Linked DNA regions of Mus musculus: region 1 is linked to region 2. The links are chromatin contacts, called in public HiChIP or PLAC-seq maps. All regions are on one chromosome and are shown on one strand. Each heading gives the region's core, a stretch centred on a gene start, on an enhancer-like site or on the middle of the called end of the contact. The rest is flanking DNA. Distances are from core to core; before and after follow the strand shown. Region 1 has its middle 16 kb from the start of Gm33078. Region 2 holds the start of Hand1 (heart and neural crest derivatives expressed 1).

Region 1 (2,919 bases), core at 322-2,821, 64 kb before region 2:
AGACTTGGAGAGCTTCAGAGACCCAGGGATATGCCTGTTTCTCTCACCCCCAACCCCAGCTTGTCCTCAACAGTTCTGGGGATCCAAACACAGGTTATGCTTCAGAGTCACATACTTTCTTGACTAAGCCAACTCCTCAGTGTCCCAAAATGGTACATTTTACATTTTCGTATAAGATTTTAGGTAGCCAAGATGACAAATTTTGGGACAGTATACTTTGCCACTGTGAGGAAATAAATATGCAAACAAGAAACCAGACGGAAAATTAAAACCAGACTGAAGTCAAGAGGCCACAGGCTCAGGCACTGTGACAGGGACAGAAGGTATCTGGTCAGTGCGGATGTTATGCCCTGAAGAGGGAGAGAGGTCAGGGCAATGAAAAGGTGAGCTCATCTCTTCCGCTTTCTTCCAGTCTCCTGGTCTTTGTCCTGCCTGAAGCCTCAGCACAGAGTTGGTTTCCCATACTCTGCAGCGTGTGACTGCGTCCCCTTTGACAGAGCCCAAGGGCCCAGCCAGCTAAACTTTAATAGCGCTGCTCTCAGCAGCCAGTGAATTTGTTTCCAAATGGTGCTGATTTTAGTTTAGTGGGAAGGGAAACACTGTTGCACATTGTTTAAACACAACTCTGGCAAGCATTCTAGATGAGGGATGCCAGGGAGACAGAGATGGGGGACTCTCAGCACAGCTACCTGCTGGTGACTTTAGGCTAATGGCCACGTTCTGTGAACCTTTCCTACTTGTGTGAAGGAGTTAGGTCGCACTGTACATGGTCCCAGTGAAGGGTTTCTGAGAGGTCCAGATAGTGCTTCATCTTAGCACTCGTCCCAGCTGTCCCCAGATCCCTCACCGAGCTCTCTGTTCTGGGTCTGCTCCCCTCATTTTCTTGGACCTCAGTTTCCCCGACCTGTCTCTGATGGCTTTGATCCAGTTCTTTTATGGATCCTTTGTTCCTCTGAGGTCTCTGGAATGGCTTGGCATCCAGGGCTTTACAGTCAGGGACTCTGTATCTCACCTTCTCCGTCCACAGAGGACAGTGTGAACCAGTGGCACCAGGCTCCCCCGTTAGCAACACAGGTAGCCGGTTCTAGCTCACTTCTTGCAGCCAGTCCTTGTGGCAGGCCAGCCACAGGCATAGTTCACCACTGTGGAGAGCAACTGGCTGAAAAGATCGTTTTAAGACTTTTCTGTATCTTCAAGGATATGTGTGTGTGTGTTGTGATGTGTTGTGTTGTGTCTCTGTCTCTCTGTGTGTGTTTTATTTTATTTTTTGAGACAGGCATCTCACTATATAACCATGGTTGTCATGGAACTCACTATTTAGATCTGGCTGGCCTTGAACCCACAGAGACCCAATTGCCTCTGTCTCCTGAGTGCTGGCATGAAAGACATGCTCCACCACACCTAGCCCTACTTGTATATTTTTGAAAAATTAGACATATATTTATCTCTACCCCAAACAATGAGGCTCTTAAAGAACTGCTCAGCAAACACAGGCCAGTTAGGAGAGGAAGTGGACTGTGTACATCTGAGGGATGACTTTTCTCAGGGGAACGTTCTTTCTGGGTAAGTGGGTTTCCACTTCCACTTTGGCCTCCTTCCAAGGAGTGTCTTCTTCACACATGCTCTCTCCTAGGCAGCCAGGGAGGAGGGGAGGTGGTGGTGGTGGTGGTGGTGGTGATGGTTAACAAAACCAGGAAGGAACAAGCTGGATTATTAGGGCCTTTGGGAGGGCTGGAAAGAGAGCATATGGGTCACATGGATCTCCAATGACCTGCAGCACTGTGCCCAGTGGGGGGCCTGGCTTGCTCAAGAGCACTCATGTGTTCTCCCTCTCCCCCTCCCCCTCCCCCTCCCCCTCCCCCTCCTCCTTCCTCTCCCCCTCCCCCTCCCCCTCCCTCTCTCCCTCCCCCCTCTCCTTCTTCTCTATCTCTCCCAGCTTCTATCAGGCTGGGTTGGATGCTTCCCATTGCCCTCAGCTCCGTGAGAATCCCAGTGCTGGGTGCTTCCTTCAAGAATTTGTTCCATAACGGTCTTCAGTAGGCAAAGATCTTCCTCTAGGACTGCTCAGCACATTCTGTGGATGGAAGTGAGGCACCAGGAAAGTATCTGAAGACCTGAGATCAGAGCCCTGAAGCACTTGGTGATGTCACCATAGTCCCAAAGGCAGTTGGAGGGAGGTCTGTGTGGATCTGGAGTTTTTTTGCAGCTGAAACCTGGGATGTCAGAGACCAAGGAGAGAGGGCTCTGGGGATTCAGACAAGGAAATAAAAAGGATTGACGGAACCCTGTGTGATTTGTTCAAATGCCAAACTTCTCCATGGGCATAGATGATAGACTTATATATAAAGTCACTTAAAAACAAGGCAGCACCAACCCACTTTCCTTTTAAAGATTTATTTATTTACTTATTTAATATTTGTTTGTTTATTTATGTATTTATTTATCTATTTAATGTATGTGAGTACACTGTTGCTGTCTTCAGACACACCAGAAGGGGGCATTAGATCCCATTACCATGAGCTACCATGTGGTTACTGGGAATTGAACTCAGGAGCTCTGGAAGAAAAGTCAGTGTTCTTAACCACTGAGCCAACTCTCTAGCCCCCTCTTTAAAGATTTATTATTTTATGTGTATAAATCTTTTGCTGCCTATGTATGTACTGTGTGTGTGTCTGGTACCCATAGAGGCCAGAGAGGGTGTTGGATCTCTAGGAACTGGAGTTGCAGTGGTTGTGAGTTGACATGGGTGCTGGGAACTGAACCCAGGTCCTTTGCAAAGAGAAGCCAATGCTCTTCAGCTTGGAGTCATTTTCTTAAGTCCCCAATCCATTTTCTCATTCTGAGCTATAAATGAAGACACATATGAAAGACACTGGTTCACGGTGAGGTTTAAAGTCAGTTTGCAAGGCTATTGTCTAG
Region 2 (3,261 bases), core at 128-2,627:
CTCCACATTCGTTTTCACTTACCCACTTGCTACTGGGCCTCACATCCCGTCTGCGCACGGTGGCCTCTCTCCCACTGTCCCTGCCTGGTAATTGTCTTACACAAGCTGGGCCTCAGCGAGCAACTTTCGAGTGGCTGGATCAGAAGCGAATTAAAAAGAATTTGACATCATCTCATTTCCCCCCTTAACTGACATTTGATAGGCACAAGCCCACCTAGGGAAGGAGCGAGACCAGAAATGTTGGTGAGGATGGAGGGGGTCCTAGGGACAGGGACCTTAATGAAAAGATGAAGAAGACCCAGAGTTTCAAGCTTAAAAGCCTGGTCTCCCACGTTCTTATCAACTCTTGGAAAGCCATCTCTTTGTGGAATCCCACCTTGGAGAATCTAGGCTGATGGGGAGCAACACAAGGTTGCACAGATATTCCCTGCCTCAGCAGAGTGAGTGTGAAGCGCCTAGGCTGTTTCTCCGTGGATATCAGGGGTGGGGGTGGGCTGGTTTCTTCCAGTGTGAGCCTCAGTGGAAGTATCTTTATAGGATCAAAGATTTTCATGCAGGTGGCGAGCCAGATGGAGTGAGCAGCCCAGCAGTCGCCGGCTCCTTAGCCCTACGTGCGAATCTTCCGAAGACACCGGGGAGTCCTGCCACAGAGATGCCTTGGGGCCAAGGCGCCGCCAGGCTGCCTCGCCACCAGCTCAGCCTGCCGGCGTTTACACCGAACCAGGCGCCTGAGAGGCTAGAGGAGCAGAGATCAGCCACCGTCTCCACCCCCAACCCCCAAGCCCGGAACAAACTGGTCAGTGCCCAAGAGCTGGAAGCCCCGCTCCCTTTCCCTCCCACTTCCACCTCGGCCTCTGAAGGCTCTTCTGGAAGTCCGCAGCTGGGCGAGAACTGGATCTCAGGAGACCACCTTGTTGGGCAGCAGCTCCAGGTCCTGCCTGAAGCAGGGGACCTAAAGGTGGGGCTATAGGTGTTAGGGCCTAGCCTACTTCCCTGCTGGGCCCAATGGCCTTCAGGCTCCCACGATGAGCAGTTCGGGTTCAGGAATGCTGCATATCCTATTCTGAATTTCAGGCCTAAAAACAACAATTTGTTCTGGTCCTCAGTTTCCCTATCTGTGAAATCAAGTGTGTGTGTGTGTGTGTGTGTGTGTGTGTGTGTGTGTGTGTGTGTGTGTGTGTGTGTTGATGAGGCTCTGTCTGTTTTCAAGGGATAATTCTAGAATCCTTTCCTTGGATCCATGAAGAAAGGGTGGTAGGTTCAGTACAGGGAGTGAGCAGGCCTGGCCTCAAGTTCGTAGCCCCCGCCCTTCCAGGAGGGGAACTGGGAGAGGGGAGGGACATAGGCGGGGCGGGTTTTCAGTCCCTGTGGTCAGCTTAGAATTGTGTGGCGCTTGCTGAGCATAAAACTTGGGACCGCCACCCCCTTCCCTCCTCCTGCCATTGGCTCCGGCTAGAGGTTGACATCAAAGCCGAGGCCTTATATAAGCAGGATCCTGGTGGCAAGTCCGCAGAAGGGTTAAACCCGGTCTTTGGACGTCTGAACCCTTCTCCCTCGTTGCCTACAGAAACCTTCAAGAGGTCGGCAGGTCCTTCGTGTCATCTCCAGCCTTGCTCGCTCAGGACTCTCCAAACCCCAGCCAGTTCGCTGCCTCTGGAGCCCACGGTGACCCCCTTCTGTGGGGCGCATGGGGCGGTGCTAATTGGGCTGACAGCACAGGCCAGGAGCCTCTCCAACATGAACCTCGTGGGCAGCTACGCACATCATCACCATCATCACCACTCACACCCGCCGCACCCCATGCTCCACGAACCCTTCCTGTTTGGCCCGGCCTCGCGTTGCCACCAGGAGCGGCCTTACTTCCAGAGCTGGCTGCTGAGCCCGGCTGATGCTGCCCCAGATTTCCCTGCCGGCGGGCCACCACCTACCACCGCAGTAGCAGCGGCTGCCTATGGTCCCGATGCCAGGCCGAGTCAGAGCCCAGGTCGGCTGGAGGCTCTTGGAAGCCGCCTGCCCAAACGAAAAGGCTCAGGACCCAAGAAGGAGAGGAGACGCACAGAGAGCATTAACAGCGCGTTCGCGGAGCTGCGTGAGTGCATCCCCAATGTGCCCGCCGACACCAAGCTCTCCAAGATCAAGACTCTGCGCCTGGCTACCAGTTACATCGCCTACTTGATGGACGTGCTGGCCAAGGATGCACAAGCAGGTGACCCCGAGGCCTTCAAGGCTGAACTCAAAAAGACGGATGGTGGTCGCGAAAGCAAGCGGAAAAGGGAGTTGGTGAGTCCCGGGGCTTATAAGTTCCAGCTAAGGGTGCGGGCTGGGGTAAGTAAGAACAGGCCTGCAAACACTGAGCTGTGTTCTGGGTGGGACTCTGAAAGACTAGGGAGAGTTCTGAGGTCGACACAGTCTGCCATTGTGTGCACAGTCATTGCTGAGTGAACATAGAATTTTGCTTTTTAAAAGTGATCGTAGGGCCTTACAAGATGAATTGAAAACCTTGGGCTTCCAAGAAGGGGCTATATTCTATATTATAGTTTGTTTTAAATCTGAAGGTGTTTTGAGTCTTCCCTGGGCCCTTCTGGAAGCCAGGTTGAGAATGAAAGTAGGAAATGACTTAAATACTGCACTGACGTGTGATGTTCTCCCAAAACAGTTTTTAAAGCAACAAAACAAAACAAAAAACCCAAACACAAAAACCCAATACAAGTCGAGGCTTCATTCTTTCATTTGCTTAATTATGAATATCTGAATTACTCGATTCCCATGGGTTTATTGGAAAGGATTATTTACCTCAATTAATGTACTAATTGGAGAAACAGTAGACCACTGGAGGGAAAAGTGGGGTGGAAAGGCAGCTCAAGGCTGGGTCTAGTCTGCTCCTAGTCTGGATCTAGTCTGGGACAGGGTGATGGGCTAGACAATCTCAAGGCTTTGGATGCAACAAACAGGAAGGGCTTTGGCCTTTGCGCTTGCCTAGTCAGCCTTTTTGGGTCTTCTCCAGTTTGAGTGATCTTCCACCTAGGGGCGGTGGGACTTCTGGCCGCCAGAGTTCCCCCTGTTTGGTAGGCTCAGGCCTAGACACAGCAGTGTGGACTGGGGAGCTCGGTGGCTTTTATCTGACCCTCGGGGTCTGTGGCAAAGTAGGGCTGGCTTACCTGGAGCCACCGGAAAGACAGACTCCCAGCCTCAGCCGCCTGAGGCCTGGGCTGGGGATGTGGGGCGGGAGGGAGGAGCACCTTGTGGAAGCGGTTCTAGGGC

The links. HiChIP or PLAC-seq counts read pairs in DNA pulled down with a chosen protein or histone mark.
Region 1: a contact with region 2 is called in an H3K27ac HiChIP or PLAC-seq map of trophoblast stem cells, with 33 read pairs. The contact joins the enhancer-like site here to the promoter of Hand1 in region 2. A contact is called at or near these places in 8 of 39 promoter capture datasets (the 3T3-L1 cell line, the C10 cell line, the HPC-7 cell line and 3 more), 1 of 484 Hi-C or Micro-C datasets (CD8 T cells), 13 of 115 datasets of contacts at active chromatin or transcription factors (the 230-238 cell line, the SCID.adh cell line, embryonic forebrain and 6 more) and 3 of 9 other capture datasets (adipose tissue, liver and pancreatic islet).

Annotation. Positions count from the first base shown.
Region 1 is chr11:57,894,378-57,897,296 of GRCm38.p6, reverse strand. No RefSeq gene overlaps it. Among named protein-coding and RNA genes, the nearest start is that of Gm33078, 16 kb to the left of the region's middle. Within about 2 kb of position 1,571, at least 39 of the 459 cell types and tissues checked have an H3K27ac peak or open chromatin away from gene starts, as enhancers often do. A contact at or near this core is called in the 230-238 cell line, the HPC-7 cell line, the SCID.adh cell line and 2 more, where this site is marked.
Region 2 is chr11:57,830,263-57,833,523 of GRCm38.p6, reverse strand. It overlaps Hand1 (heart and neural crest derivatives expressed 1), which reads left to right and starts at 1,377. Exons shown (of 2, transcript NM_008213.2): 1 at 1,377-2,280. The coding sequence starts at 1,738. It overlaps Gm32915 (a long non-coding RNA gene), which reads right to left and starts at 1,416. Exons shown (of 3, transcript XR_003949681.1): 1 at 23-1,416.